2 separate regions of the Rattus norvegicus genome follow, and region 2 is linked to region 1. A link is a contact called in public Hi-C data. All regions are on one chromosome and are shown on one strand. Each heading gives the region's core, a stretch centred on a gene start, on an enhancer-like site or on the middle of the called end of the contact. The rest is flanking DNA. Distances are from core to core; before and after follow the strand shown. Region 1 overlaps LOC103693508 (a long non-coding RNA gene). Region 2 overlaps LOC103693508 (a long non-coding RNA gene).

Region 1 (6,742 bases), core at 4,008-6,507:
TTCTCCACTAAACACAAAGGAAGGGAACAGGTGATTTCAGTCTTTGTGTGGGGTTTGGCTGGTATTTTCTTTGTGACAATGGTAAGTGAATTATTTATCATCCCCGATTGAAAACTAGACGCAGTATAGCAATCCAAAGGTTATTCATACATCCTTTAAGATTGATGCAGAATGTCTGCACAGGGCACATCGACATTCATTTCTTCAAAATTATTCTGGGGTAGCTGTAAAGGGAGCCTTCAAGGGTCGGTATGATTTTCTCAGTGGTGAAGTGGAGACAGAGTTGGGAAATGTTCTGCCTCAGGCGTCAGTGTGAATCACTGAGACAACGAGACTGGAAACGAAGTTCAAATTCATCTTAATTTCCTAGACCAAGTTATCCCTGCAAAACGAATTTTCAATTTCCATTAAAAATATAGCGCTTACTTTCCTGAATAATACATGTAAACATATAGAGCTATTTTTTCCAATTTTAGAATCCCTCTCTTACGGGTAAAGCAAAAGTCAGGAGAATTAAAGCAATATGAAAAATGACCAAATTACTGTTGCCCTTGAGCTGGGCACAGTTGGAGTTTATCAGTGAGTCATTTTATATCCTCTGGTAATGTTTCTGTCTCCTGAAGCTCCATGAATATTCTGTATCTTCTGAGGCAATTTTGTAGAAAAACTATCAGCACAGTTGTTTTAATGCAGTGAAAGTACCTGATTCATTGGGGTAAAAGATCAAATCATGTCAGTTTCTACTTTGCCTCAGCATAAAATCTATACAAAGAACGTTATAAATATGTAGATAGTGATATTCAACAAAGAAAAAGTTATATGCTATTTGTATATTTGGACAACATATAGTATTTGACACTGTTATGTTACAGTTCTTTACTATGGTTAAGACTAAGGGAATATCAAGCAAATTATTTTACTCAGTGTTAATTAAAGTGCATTTTCATTTCACTAGGTGCCTTTCAGTGGCACAAACAACAATGTTGTACTTACTTCAGATTGTTGAGTGTGTCACGTGCATGAAATAGATGCTGTTTAGATTCAATCTGCAAACAATGATCTGAATATTTATTGCACCGAAGTCTCTGATGTCAAATCTTGCCTTAGGGAAACCAGGGAGTCCGGTTATAATGTTGTGCAATATTCTTAGAGATTCTTTTACTTAAAGTTTTTATTGCTCTGACTTGTACTTGATGCATAGGTGTATTTAATTGTGACTTTCATCATTGTTTCTTTTGGGAATAAACAATTCAGCCAAGAAAATATTAAATGCAGTTTTAAGCAACTTTGGAAGTAAACACTGCAACTTTGAACTTTTAGGCTTTCCACTGGTTAATGGATACATTACGTGTAAGTAAGCAAACCATTCTGGAGGTGCAGGTTATTGAATTTTAATTGTTGGACTTCATTTTTTCATGGTATGGTGGGATAGGAAGTATTTGGCAGGTTTATTTATTTATTTATTTTTGCTGGATTCATCCCAGTTTGCTTCTATTATTTTCACAATATTTCTAAGAATGAAAATGCAGAAAATTCTACATATTTAATGTTTACTTTCATTAGAAATGTTGCTGTACATGTTACTAAATTTAAAAGGCAGTTTTACTATTAGTTTAGATATCTTGCATAGGCTGAAAACTAACCCCAAATTAGATGAGTTATCCAAGATTAAAACTTCTGTATAATTCATGCTCATTTCCAACAATTTCACCAACATCTTTATTAAGAAAACTCATTGAAAATCCCTTTGATCACACAACGGGATAGAAAACAAAATGAAAAAGAAATATATACACAATAAAAACACAGTAACATAGGCAGTAGCAATTCTGGTCTGTCAATACCAGGAAGGCAGACTCTACTTGTGGGACATCTTAACAACTTAGTGATAGACGAGACCTCTGTGACTGAGAGCTACTTTGTCGTGGGTTTTGTTTGTGTTCAGTACATCTGTGAAATGAACCAGACTGTGCATTGTGAGAGTCACAGTGTTATAGTTATAAATACATCTTTAGATATGATGTTATACACAACACATGAAATTGTTATACAACTGTGGAATTATTAAGTGAGAGACTATTTCAACATAAACAAAAGATCTCATATAAACTTCAAGGAAACTGATACCTTCCTTCTCATTTCCTTTAATACAGCTACGTCTCTTGTTTTTCTATCTAGAGGAAGGGAAATTAGGATAAAATTGATATTTCAATATATAGTGATATTGTTCTGATTTCTACCTTTCAAATTTAAATTAAGTAAATTTTAGTAAATTATAATGTTAAAGTCTCTAGTACCGAACATTTATTTGAAACTGTATTTAAGAAAACACATGGCCTTAATTTATATATTGCCAATTCTGAGTGTCTCTTACCTTAATCAATATTTAGCAAATTTATATCGATCGACAAGTAGAAAATTGTCCAAAACTTTTTGTACCGAGTTTATTCTCACCCACAGACAGCTTTTAAGCAATTCATGAAACCCTAAAATCATATGCAAATCACTATGGGATATAAAATTTTAATGGGGAGCACATTTGTGGCTTTCCTCAGATTCTCAAAAGGTTCGTCTTTTACTTTGGATGTGTAAGTGATTTAATCTAACTGGACATAGTATGATATTTAAAGAAGTATTCAAAAATACTGCCACCTGCTCAATGCCATGTAACTATGAAAAGGGTAATAATAGTTGGTTAACTTTGAAACACCCAGAAGAATTTCTCACCATATTTTCATCTTTCCTCTTTAACTCTCAAATTCTGGCCACCCAGTCTGAAATTGGTTTTCCTCCATTAACTACATCTAATGGCCGAAAACTTTGGAAGCCTTAGTGCACCTCCATGTTGAACAGAGAAAACTTCCAACCCAGCATTAGAGATCTAAATGTAAACCAAGATTTCATTTTGGCTTGGGTTTTGGAATAATCAAATAATAATCAGAATTTTCACAAATAATTTCTCAGGGAAGACCTGAACTCAGATTGTCATGTAAACAAGCCACTGTATCTTTCACCCATCCACGATCATTGCTTGATGTGATAAATTATCAAAACAAAAGCTCTCAATGGTTTCTCTACTCTGTGCTATCTAGGCTGAGAGCATGAGCAATAAGAGTTCTTGATATTTCATCAGGGCAGGATGAGGATGTTATGATTAAGCCTGTAGAGGAGAAATAAGAGACCCCATATGAACAACAATGCCAAGCAACCAGAGCTTCCAGGGACTAAGCCACTACCCAAAGACTATACATGGACTGACCCTGGACTCTGACCTCATAGGTAGCAATGAATATCCTAGTAAGAGCACCAGTGGAAGGGGAAGCCCTTGGTGCTACCAAGACTGAATCCCCAGTGAACATGATTGTTGGGGGGAGAGTGGTAATAGGGGAGGATGAGGAGGGGAACACCCATATAGAAGGAGAGGGGGAGGGGTTAGGGGGATGTTGGCCTGGAAACCGGGAAAGGGAATAATAATTGAAATGTAAATAAGAAATACCCAATTTAATAGAGATGAAAAAAAAAGAATAAATCCTGGTAGTTTGCCTTCTATGCCTCTAGCATTCGGGTTTAGTTTGTCTTTGGAGATAATTTACAAATACTTTGAAAGTAAAACCCAAAACGTATCTGATTAAAGGAGGAGCAACTTAATATGTCCTTTTAGAACCTCAGAAACATCCTTGTAGCAATGTGCATATGCACATTGATGAGTTTATAATAGTTACATAACTCTGCTAAAGGTTAAATAATTTAAATTTTAAAAAAGAAAAATATTCTGCTAAAATCAAGAATATTGCTTTCTGGGGTTGGGGATTTAGCTCAGTGGTAGAGTGCTTGCCTAGCAAGTGCAAAGCCCTGGGCTCGTTCCTCAGCTCCGGAAAAAAAAGACAAAATAACAAGAATATTGCTTTCCTAGTTTTTTCAACGAGAAAAGTAAAATTCCCGTTATGTTTTATACACTTAGCACCAACTCTGGTAAATAAATACCGAGAAATTAGGCTTACAATTAGAGACGGCACTTTGTGCTGACTCACCACTAGGGGGAGAACATTTCTTGGAGAGAGTTCAACATCACTAAACTGTAGGGTAAGCTTGTGTGTGTGTGTGTGTGTGTGTGTGTGTGTGTGTGTGTGTGTGTGTGTATGTGTGTATGGGTGTGTGTTTATGTGTGTGTGCCTATGTGTACCAGAAGATATTAATTATTAATAAATTTGAGGTTTTGGATATTGTTTTAAAAATCTGGACATGCTGTAATCGAATACTAATCCTGAATATGTTCTGGCCTTTTAACATTCAAAATCCATCCATTTTCCTAAGCCTTTGGGAGTTAAGGCTTGACAACTTTCCTTAAACCTCGGAGAGAAGGACTTGGAAGCAGGCCATTTTATGTTATGGTCAAAAGAGCAGCTGCACTTTGGTCCGAATGAATGCCATAACTCTATGAAGAAACCTAGAAAGCTTGCTTTTGATAATGGAGTGAAACTTTACCTAGCCATTGAATTTGATTTTTCCTTCTATGATTCTTTGATAAAACTTCAGCTGCAGACAGGCCCTAATGTCATGGCAAAATGAGCTCTCCTTGGAGGACCCATGGTATTCTTGTGGTTGACAACATTGGCCTGAGTTTGGTCTTCAGAACTTTCCAAATGGATATAATTTCACAACAGATGATATTTCAATATGATTTTTAATTTTGCAAACATTCCCCAACCCAATTCTCTTATCTTTAATTAAATGCCTTTAAAAACCTAGAAAATACATTTTAATCATTGGGAATAAGAATCTCCAAATTTACAGATTTATTCTGCTTGCAAACTTTAGTCTTATTAAATTTAGTCACCTTTATAAAAATCTGTGACTTATTCTGCATTATATAAAATGCATCTTTCCTAGGTAAAGAATGTGTCCTGTGGAAAAGAAGTGTCCTGTACCGATGACAGTTTTTGCTTGTCTGTTTCCTTTCCCTATTGTCTCTCTCCTATTTACAGTCCTTCATATTTTCTGAATTTTCAGGTCTTCCAACTTCCGCTGTCCCTTTTCTGCCTTGTTCCTACCCCTCCCACTACATCCTCATTCACAAATGTATGCTCCTTTATCTATTTTTTTCTTAACATCCTCCTACATTTCACTTTACTTAATTTTTCCCAATAAAATTAATGACTCTTTATATCTTCCTCCCCTTACCCCTCCCTCCCTTTATACTGTCTCATCCATCTCTCCCAATGCGAAGCTGTGATTTACTCAGGGGAGGTACTTTCTCATGCGCACAGCTCATCGCTGTGATGATTTCAATGGTGCCAGCATATTTTAACCACATCATCATCAGGGAGTCTCAAAGCTTAGCTCACAGAAAACATCAATCTTTAAAGGATTTTGTTTCCATTAATCAATTGTGGACCTCGAGATTCAGGCTAGGAGAGCATTTATTAGAATGTATCCTGCTTGTTCCCACACGCACTTCATTTCCGTGGCTATCTAAGAAGGAGACATTGTACAAGGCTCGTTTTCCCCCACCACCCTTACCTCTCCTTTCTGTATCCCACAAAGCCTCTCTCCCACATCCATTCTCCTGTACAGTAGTTATATCAGAACATGCAGCAGGACGGCATTGTGCGAACTGGTGGCCACACAAGTACTTTGTATTCACAGGAGGTTTAGAAGTTCAGCAGCTGCATATAAATATGCATAGTTGAGAGATTCATGATGCTGCCTCCTCATTCTAGTGCTGGTTGGCTGCAGTGCAGGCACTACAAATCAATGAACACTTTCCCCGTCCATCAGCTGCTCACTTGCAAGCAGACAAAACACTTACAATGCCAGAAACCCACAGAGAGCTCCTTAGTGAACGAAACCTCACCGTCAGAAGGTTCAAAATAGCCGTCTCCCTCCCACCCTGAACCTCCACAGCTCTCGACCTCAAATGTCTTCTTATCCAGTCGAGATCATAAGCCTTTAAAAAAATCACCAGAAAAGAAAGAGGGGTGCGAGAAGGAGCAATGATAAATGAGGGTTTCAAGGGTCCTCACATTGCACTTGTCACAAAACAAAGGAATCGTTGAGCATATACACTTTAAAAAATAAATAAAATAAAATAAAATAAAAGCATGAATCTGCTTATGTTGATTGTACTGCTTCCCAGTTATAGGGCTGAGCATTTCCATATGCATAGCAGTAGCCCATGTGGCAGACATTTGTAATTCTTCCACAGTTATTAGATGGCTTTGTGTATGGCAGGGTCATGATTATCGAGCCGAAACACAGACAGACAGACAGATAAACAGTCAGACAATGTGCCTCATAGTGAGAATCACATGCTCTCGTGTTGATTGAACAATTTTTGCAGAGGGTCCAGATATATTTATGTTGATTATAAACATTTTAGTAAAATCTTAATCTTATTTGATACAGATTCATAGACAGCCCAGTAATTAGTCAAATGTGTATTTCTTGATGAAAAGATATAAATTGATCTTGCCTAGAGAGCACACTCCTCTTCATTTTTAGATGGATTACCATGATAGAAATAGCTTATTCTATTGAAATAGTGCTGAGCTGTTACTGAGTATCTCTAACGTCGTCACCTTGGCAGTAAAATTTTCAATGAGGATAATAATCAATCCGATGCTTTCCTATCATGTGTTCATTCACTCGGCGCTCCACCATTTTACAGTACTATTACAGTAGTATGGGATATAGAAGTATGATGACGCAATGGAATACAAAGCCCAGCACAATGGTATCTGTG
Region 2 (6,757 bases), core at 1,198-3,697, 110 kb after region 1:
AGAAGGAACAGATTTTTCAGTCTTCTGATTTTTTTAAATCTTTGTTTTATTTGGGGGTAGGGAAGGGGAGAAGCTTAGTTTTGTGCGACTCTTCCTCCATAAGTCATCTTATATTTTTTAAAAGCTATTAATTAATAGAACCGCCTTAGCCAAAATAAGAAAGAAAAGTTCTTCAGTCAAAAAGAAGTACTTTTAATTTTAGATCCCTGAAATCAATACAGTTTGTGTCTCCTAAAAGACAGCGGAAGGAAAGCACTGGGACCCAGTGATGAACTCCTCTGTCACCCTTTGCAGAGGGATGGACTAAGTCAGAATTGAACAATAAGCTCTCCGTAGAGTTAGAAAATACGTTAAATTCACATTGTTCAAAATGGTAGATTCCTAGTCACATATACTATCCATCGGAGATGTAGACCCAGGAGCAGAGACAATGAACTCGGACTTCTGTTTGATTTTAATTCATATTACAGATTCCTGGTTGTAGCTGATTTCAGAATACAAGTAAATATGGCCAAAACACATTCAGCAGGTGTATAATATAGTGTGTCTATACATCCATGATTGTTTAGATCAAAATATAAATTAGGCATCATTTTAATGTCATCTGTCTGCCTTATTACAAACCTCATACATTAAATTAGTATGATTCTCACAACACTAATTTTGCATACCCTTTAGAAGAAATAAGACATTTTTGTCCTGTAGGAAAAGAGTAGGCAGACTATATTATTTCAAAGCCCTACTTCCTTTAATTTGATAAATAATTTATCATAGAATCAGAGTAGTTTTGACTTTTTAAAAAGTTAGAAAATAAATCTCCAATAATATTTGAAAATAATTGATACTCCACGATTGTACATGCGATCCATGTTTCAAATTAAACGCAGACACGAAGTCAAAGTTTTTCGATATAAATACTTTTCCTGTGGTTGCTGCATAAATCCTGATCTAGGGATTAGTTGCTTAGAAGCTGAAAGGTAGTAAGGACCTCAAGCTTGGATCTATGATGTTAGTTACCACACTGTTGGATTTTAACAGTTTCTTTCACACATAAATGTTGATGTAGCCAAACGTGCCTTCCTATTGGCCCTAAGAGAGGTCCTGACAGAGGCTGGCCACTTGGAACTGGCTAACCCATGTCTGAATAGAAACATTGTAACCCATAATCATTCAGTAATAATTATTTTCCTTCCAATGCTTATTGCTTTGATCTTCTCAACTCCTTAGTTCATATGTTTGTGCTTTCTGTGGAGTCAAGCCCTGTATGCTTGTCTAGATGTAAAGAAAGAAATGCCATAGATTAAGGGGAAAAGTTGAATGGGACTTCGCTCTATCATGTCCCAACAGCTACAAGTGGATGTTTGTGTGCAAGGTCTACAGAGTTGGATATCAGTGGTCAGTTGCTGTAAGCACAGTTCATTTATTAAAGTAGTTGAGCCTTTAGATCTGGTAGCCATAGCAAAGTCATGACACTAATTCACCAAGAGTGTTGTGGGTAACTATTTGGGGGAACAAAGGCAGCATCAAGAATGCACAGATGCAAGAGAGTTAAAAAATCAAAATAAAGTTGATCAAGGAGAGAGAGGCAATCAGCTAAGGCATAAGACGGGACAGATTCTGCAGGCTTCTTGCTACCACTGGCAAATAAGTGTGCTACACGAACCTGTGGGTGTCTGTCTTTATTTCAACGTCTCATCCGATTCTGAGCTTGAGTCATTCACGATCTCCAGACTCAGAAATCATACTTCATATTCTCTGTGACGGTTAACAACACGATGGCTCTGTTCCTTCCCGCCTTTCTTTCTCTGGGTATCCATTTCATCTCTTTTTTCTTCGACTTCTCCCATCCTTTCCCTTCCTGCCTTTTTTTTTTTTCCTTTCTCCTGAGAGTATGCACTCAACATCCTGTTTCCTACTGGTGGACACTTCTTTTTCCTTTTCTTTTTCAGTCGGTCTTTGTGCTTGGGGTCTGCTGCCCCCCCTCCAGCCCAACCCATTCCACCCCACCCCAGTTCCCTTTTCCTTTTTCTTTCAAATCAGAAGCCTGTACGAGCTGATTTTTACTTGCATCTCTTTATGGATCGTGGGATGTTTTCTTTGGAAGCTCAGCGAATGGCTGGTTGTTCTTTGCGTTTGTTGTTACCACAGATCTGTTGCCAAACTGCTACCTTAGTTGGTCCTGCAGTGCCGCGTTGCATGCTGGGATTGTCTGTGAGAGTAAACTGACATATTTGCAGCACCAGCCAGCATTGGCTGGAGGATGGTGATATTTGCTTCCCTTTTGTATGCCTTTTTTTTTTTTTTTTTTTTTTTTTGTATGCTGTACAGTCACCAATAGCTAGTTCTGCCCGGCAAGTAATTCAGAAATACTGCTAGTGTAGAAAGGGAAGGTAGCAGTTTACCACACTGTCATCACAGGGAGCTATTGAAGAACAAAGGAACCGGTGCCTTGTATGTTGTGAAACACCAGCACAGCCATGGCCAAATGTTTTAGCTCTTTTAGTAACAGTGTACAGATGCACAGGAATCCACATTTTACTTAGAACTACATGTCTAGTCCTTAATATGCAGAACCAGAACACTTCTACAGCGTACATATTCACGAACAGTCCTTTATTAATATTTTTAAAAGTCGTTAAAATTAAAATGTACTAATATTCAGTTAGTCAATCTCATTCTACCAAGTTGTCAACACAGTTTAAATCACATTGATGAGTCAGATCTTGGCAAGTCTTGTCTTTTAATTCCTACGAAATGAGAGCATAGCTAATAAAAACATGAAGCTATAACTTCGATTAAAATTCCAGGTTTTTTTTTTTTGACTAGAAAGGATTGGTCTTTACACACCCAGCCCTACCGGTGCATGGGTGTCTGATGCTGGGTGGGGTCTTCACATAAAAACAGATAGACTCTCTTCTCTCTTTTGCCCTTCCTTCAGTCAAAGAGGGAAAGAAAATGAAACCGAGAAACCGCAGAATAAAGTCTGAGACTGTTAAGAAACTGCTGGTATTTTTTTTTTCCTGTGTCACGTGTGTGTGAGCCTGCCTGGCTGCTTCCTTAGGTGGGGACCCGGCCGAGAGACTGTGCCTGAGTCTGTTTCCACGCTGCTCTTGCAGATCTGTCTTATTGATTAGCAAGGAAAAGGGTGGGGATTAGCGGCAGGGGAGGGGAGCACTAACTGGCGACTGGCTCGTTGAAGCACAAGACATTTTCTTCCGGGAAGATGTCAAACAGCTGAGAAACAGCCACAGAGGAAGTACAAAGGTGGAAAAATAAGAACGAAACGAAGGCATTTCCTAGGAGAATCTCGAGGCTTTTTTTTTTCCTTTGCTCTCTCCCTCTCTCTCTTTCTCCCCATTTCCTTCCATCATCTGACCTGCAGAGGCTACAGTGACAGCGTCATGCAAATGCCGCAGTCCAGCAGGTCTGGGAGAGGGTGGATGCCAGACTGTGCGTTAATGTTAATGATGAGCGCAGTGAAAATACCAGCCGCCGCCACCCCTTGCACACAGAAGCGCTCTGAGTCAGCATCAGATGCTAGCCCGACTCTCCGCGTGTCTGTATGCCTGTGCGCGCGCGCGTGCTCGCTCGGGCATCCGTGTCTAGCCGAGGGGAGGGGGTGGCGTGTGAGTGCGTGGAGGGTAAAAGCCAGTCAGTCAGTGAGAAGCAAAGGTACGTTGGAGAGCAACTAAAATCTGACTGATTTCCATCTTTGGAGCATCAGATGTATTCCCTAAGGAAGATGGGTCTCCGTGATGGGGGTGGTATAATTATGTTAATGTCATATTTATGGAGGGGTGAGATTTTTCATTCTAATAATTGGTTGAATGCTATGGTCAAAAATTGTAAAGCCATATTCAGTTCTAAGGAAAAGCATGGACTTTTATATAAGTACTGTTTTATTTTATCTCTTTTTCTTTTTTCTTTTTGCTTTTTGTGAATGCTGGTTTTTGGTTGTTTCTTTTGGATTTTTTTTTTAAACTATTTATTTGGGTCCATAAGTGATTCAGTATGGGGAAATCAAATGATAAACAGAAAGAGATCTTATATAATGATGCATTACATCACGGAACAGAATGTTTAAGTCTTACAAGGCAAAGTAAAGATCTGGGCAGGGGCGAAGGGGGGTGGGTGGTTAGAAAGGGGTGTGGTACTAGGGTGGGGGAGGGGAACACTTAGCAAATATTTTGTTCAGCCTAGCTTTCCTTGCAGCTTTGCCTGGGAGTGGATGATTCACCTGCCTAGAGGAAAACACTCTAAATCGTTCCATTCTCTCTCTCTCTCTCTCTCTCTCTCTCTCTCTCTCTCTGTCTCTGTCTCTGTCTCTGTCTCTGTCTCTGTCTCTCCCTTTCTAACCTCCTCTTTTCCCTTTTAAGATCAACTACTTCAGAAGAACCAGATTCCACTTATGTGGCCAGGAGTTTTATGCCGTGCTAAGTGTGATTGTTTTACCCTGCCTTCTGTGCTACTAAACCCTAGACCATTCCTAAAGTACTGATTCTGCTCCTGAACCACAAGGCTAAAAAGATGGGAGAGAATTTGATGCATATACAGGATTGAGATTGTGTATTTTCAAAAGTAGTGAACTTTATAATGTAATTATTCAAAGGAAAGAATCCTTTTTTTTTTCTTACTATGTTGCCAGGAATTTAAGTTACATGCTTGTTAGGTAGTCTTGCTTGAATAACTATGAAGTGTGCATGAAAATATTTGCTGTCTGAATAGTTTGTATATTTAAAGAGAAAAATCGACATGAATAAGTATTAAATTATGACATACAAAAGTTTTTTTAATCTTAACTGTAATAGTATACATTTAAATGAGATTTTTTTTAAGTGTTGTATATCCTGGGCCCACTGTTAACAGTTGTGATATATAAAAATTGCAGTAGAAGCGAAATATCAATTAGGGTCCCATTAACTGGCATATAAGACTTCTTTAATGTAATAGAAATGGGTGGTGCTGTAAAAATCTGCTAGCAGCAGATTTTAACCCCTGTTTCGTCTCCTTCTTTGGCTAGAATGGGATGATTCTTAAGTGTGCATGTCTGCTTTGTTTCCATAGCCCTCATTACTGTAAGTTCTAATCTATAAGTGGTCATCATGATTAATCAGCTCATTTTAAATTTCATATATCACTTATGTTTCTATTTGTGTGTTTTGATTAGTATTTAGAAGGAAAAAATATATGACTGAATCCAACTCTAATTCCTAAGCTGTCCTTTGCACTGGAAGAAGAATTCTCCTGCATCAAACCAGACTTTTCCTAGTCCCTGAGACCCTAACTTGTGAGGTATTTTAGTAACATCACAAGTCAGGCTCTTGGGACCTAGGCGGAGAGGTACCAGCAGCTTTGGACCTTATTGATTCTCGGCATAAACCACCAGAACAAAAGGACAGACATAGATTCTGCCTAGGAGCAAAGAACAATGGTTTTCTTTTTAATCAGCGAGGGTTTTACCATGACCCACCCCCAAAATACAACTGTTAGAAACTGCGCTCTAACAATATAGCACAGTGGTACTGAAATAGTGCTTGTGTTTCCTCTGATTACCGTATAAAGGTGTTATAAAAGATGTGTGTAAGAAGCAGAATTAAAATACAAGTGTTTTTAAAACGTCGCTTTGGGTATTTTTTAAGATGAATAAGAAGAGGGAATGTTTTTGAGTTGTTTATTCCTGTGTCTAAATGCATAGAATTATATACATTAGTTATTTCGATAAATTATGCATGCCTCCATACAACTGTGGCTTAGGATACGTAATATAAGATTCTCATCATACTCAAGGCCTGGAAAGGGAACGATTTGCACTTTTCTTTATTGATCCCACTCTTGTTGCCAGTAGTAGGAGAGAATATGGTTTTCTACGTGACCATTTTAGCCAGTGTTTCCTTAGTCTTTTGCCCATACAAAATAGTATGTATGTATGGACAATCCCCTTATTCTGAGATTCACAGAGTCTGCATTTAGGGAGAATGCAGAGCTCTAGAATTTCCGCGTTTCACTTTGTGTGTGTTATAAAGCATGAGAGAGCGCCTATGAAGTCAGATGCTCTAATTCTGTAAAAACGCATCTGTGATGCAGGCTTTGATCAGAATTTTTATGACCAGGAGTAAATATTCCAACCACAGCCTGTGTGACTTATTTGACCATGTATTAGTCAGTGTCATACCAGACATGTATTTTTTGATCTATAATCAATAAATCTATTCCAAATTTACAGTCATATTACAGAAATTAAGACTTAAAATGGGATGGCTTTTCACGGCACAGGCAAGAGTGACTTTGGTGTTTTAACCCTAATGCTTCACCATAAATTGTTTTCTCCATTATTAAATCTACGAATCTATTTGAGCCTAGCATGTGGAGTCTTTGTTCTGTTTTCCGTTGAGGTTGTTATTATAACTTATGACTCGAAATATCAAGAAATTCAAAGCATCCTTACTGTTTCCTGAAAAAAAAAACATATAAGAATATCATCAAGACAGACTATGTTTAAGTGTGTGTTGATAGTGCATCTTTTCAGATTTTTTTGTGGCCTCACCCATACCATTTGTGTAGAAGCTTTGAAATTTAAGTGTCTGTGTATATAAACATGTCTTACGACTCCAAGTGAAAGAAGGAAATAAAAACAGTGGAGTTTTTTTTTTCTTTTTCTTTTTCTTTTTTTTTTTACTAGCATTTATCTTTCACTTCTGTTGGCTTCATTCTTGTTGGAACTGATTATTTTTTTAAAAATCAGAACTTTTTCAGCACA

What was found. Hi-C and Micro-C count contacts between places; a contact is called where the count stands out from the background.
Region 2: a Hi-C map of kidney shows a contact between it and region 1, with 2.0 times the contacts expected there. The contact joins two enhancer-like sites. A contact is called at or near these places in 3 of 12 Hi-C or Micro-C datasets (the A7r5 cell line, frontal cortex and kidney).

The regions. Positions count from the first base shown.
Region 1 is chr11:29,613,969-29,620,710 of GRCr8, forward strand. All of the region lies in intron 5 of LOC103693508 (a long non-coding RNA gene), which reads left to right. Among named protein-coding and RNA genes, the nearest start is that of Mir99a, 70 kb to the right of the region's middle. Within about 2 kb of position 5,258, at least 44 of the 93 cell types and tissues checked have an H3K27ac peak or open chromatin away from gene starts, as enhancers often do.
Region 2 is chr11:29,727,319-29,734,075 of GRCr8, forward strand. It overlaps LOC103693508 (a long non-coding RNA gene), which reads left to right. Exons shown (of 9, transcript XR_010056223.1): 8 at 1-6,757. It overlaps Mir3588 (microRNA 3588), which reads right to left and starts at 5,350; the gene lies at 5,245-5,350. It overlaps Mir125b2 (microRNA 125b-2), which reads left to right and starts at 5,254; the gene lies at 5,254-5,341. Within about 2 kb of position 2,448, at least 37 of the 93 cell types and tissues checked have an H3K27ac peak or open chromatin away from gene starts, as enhancers often do.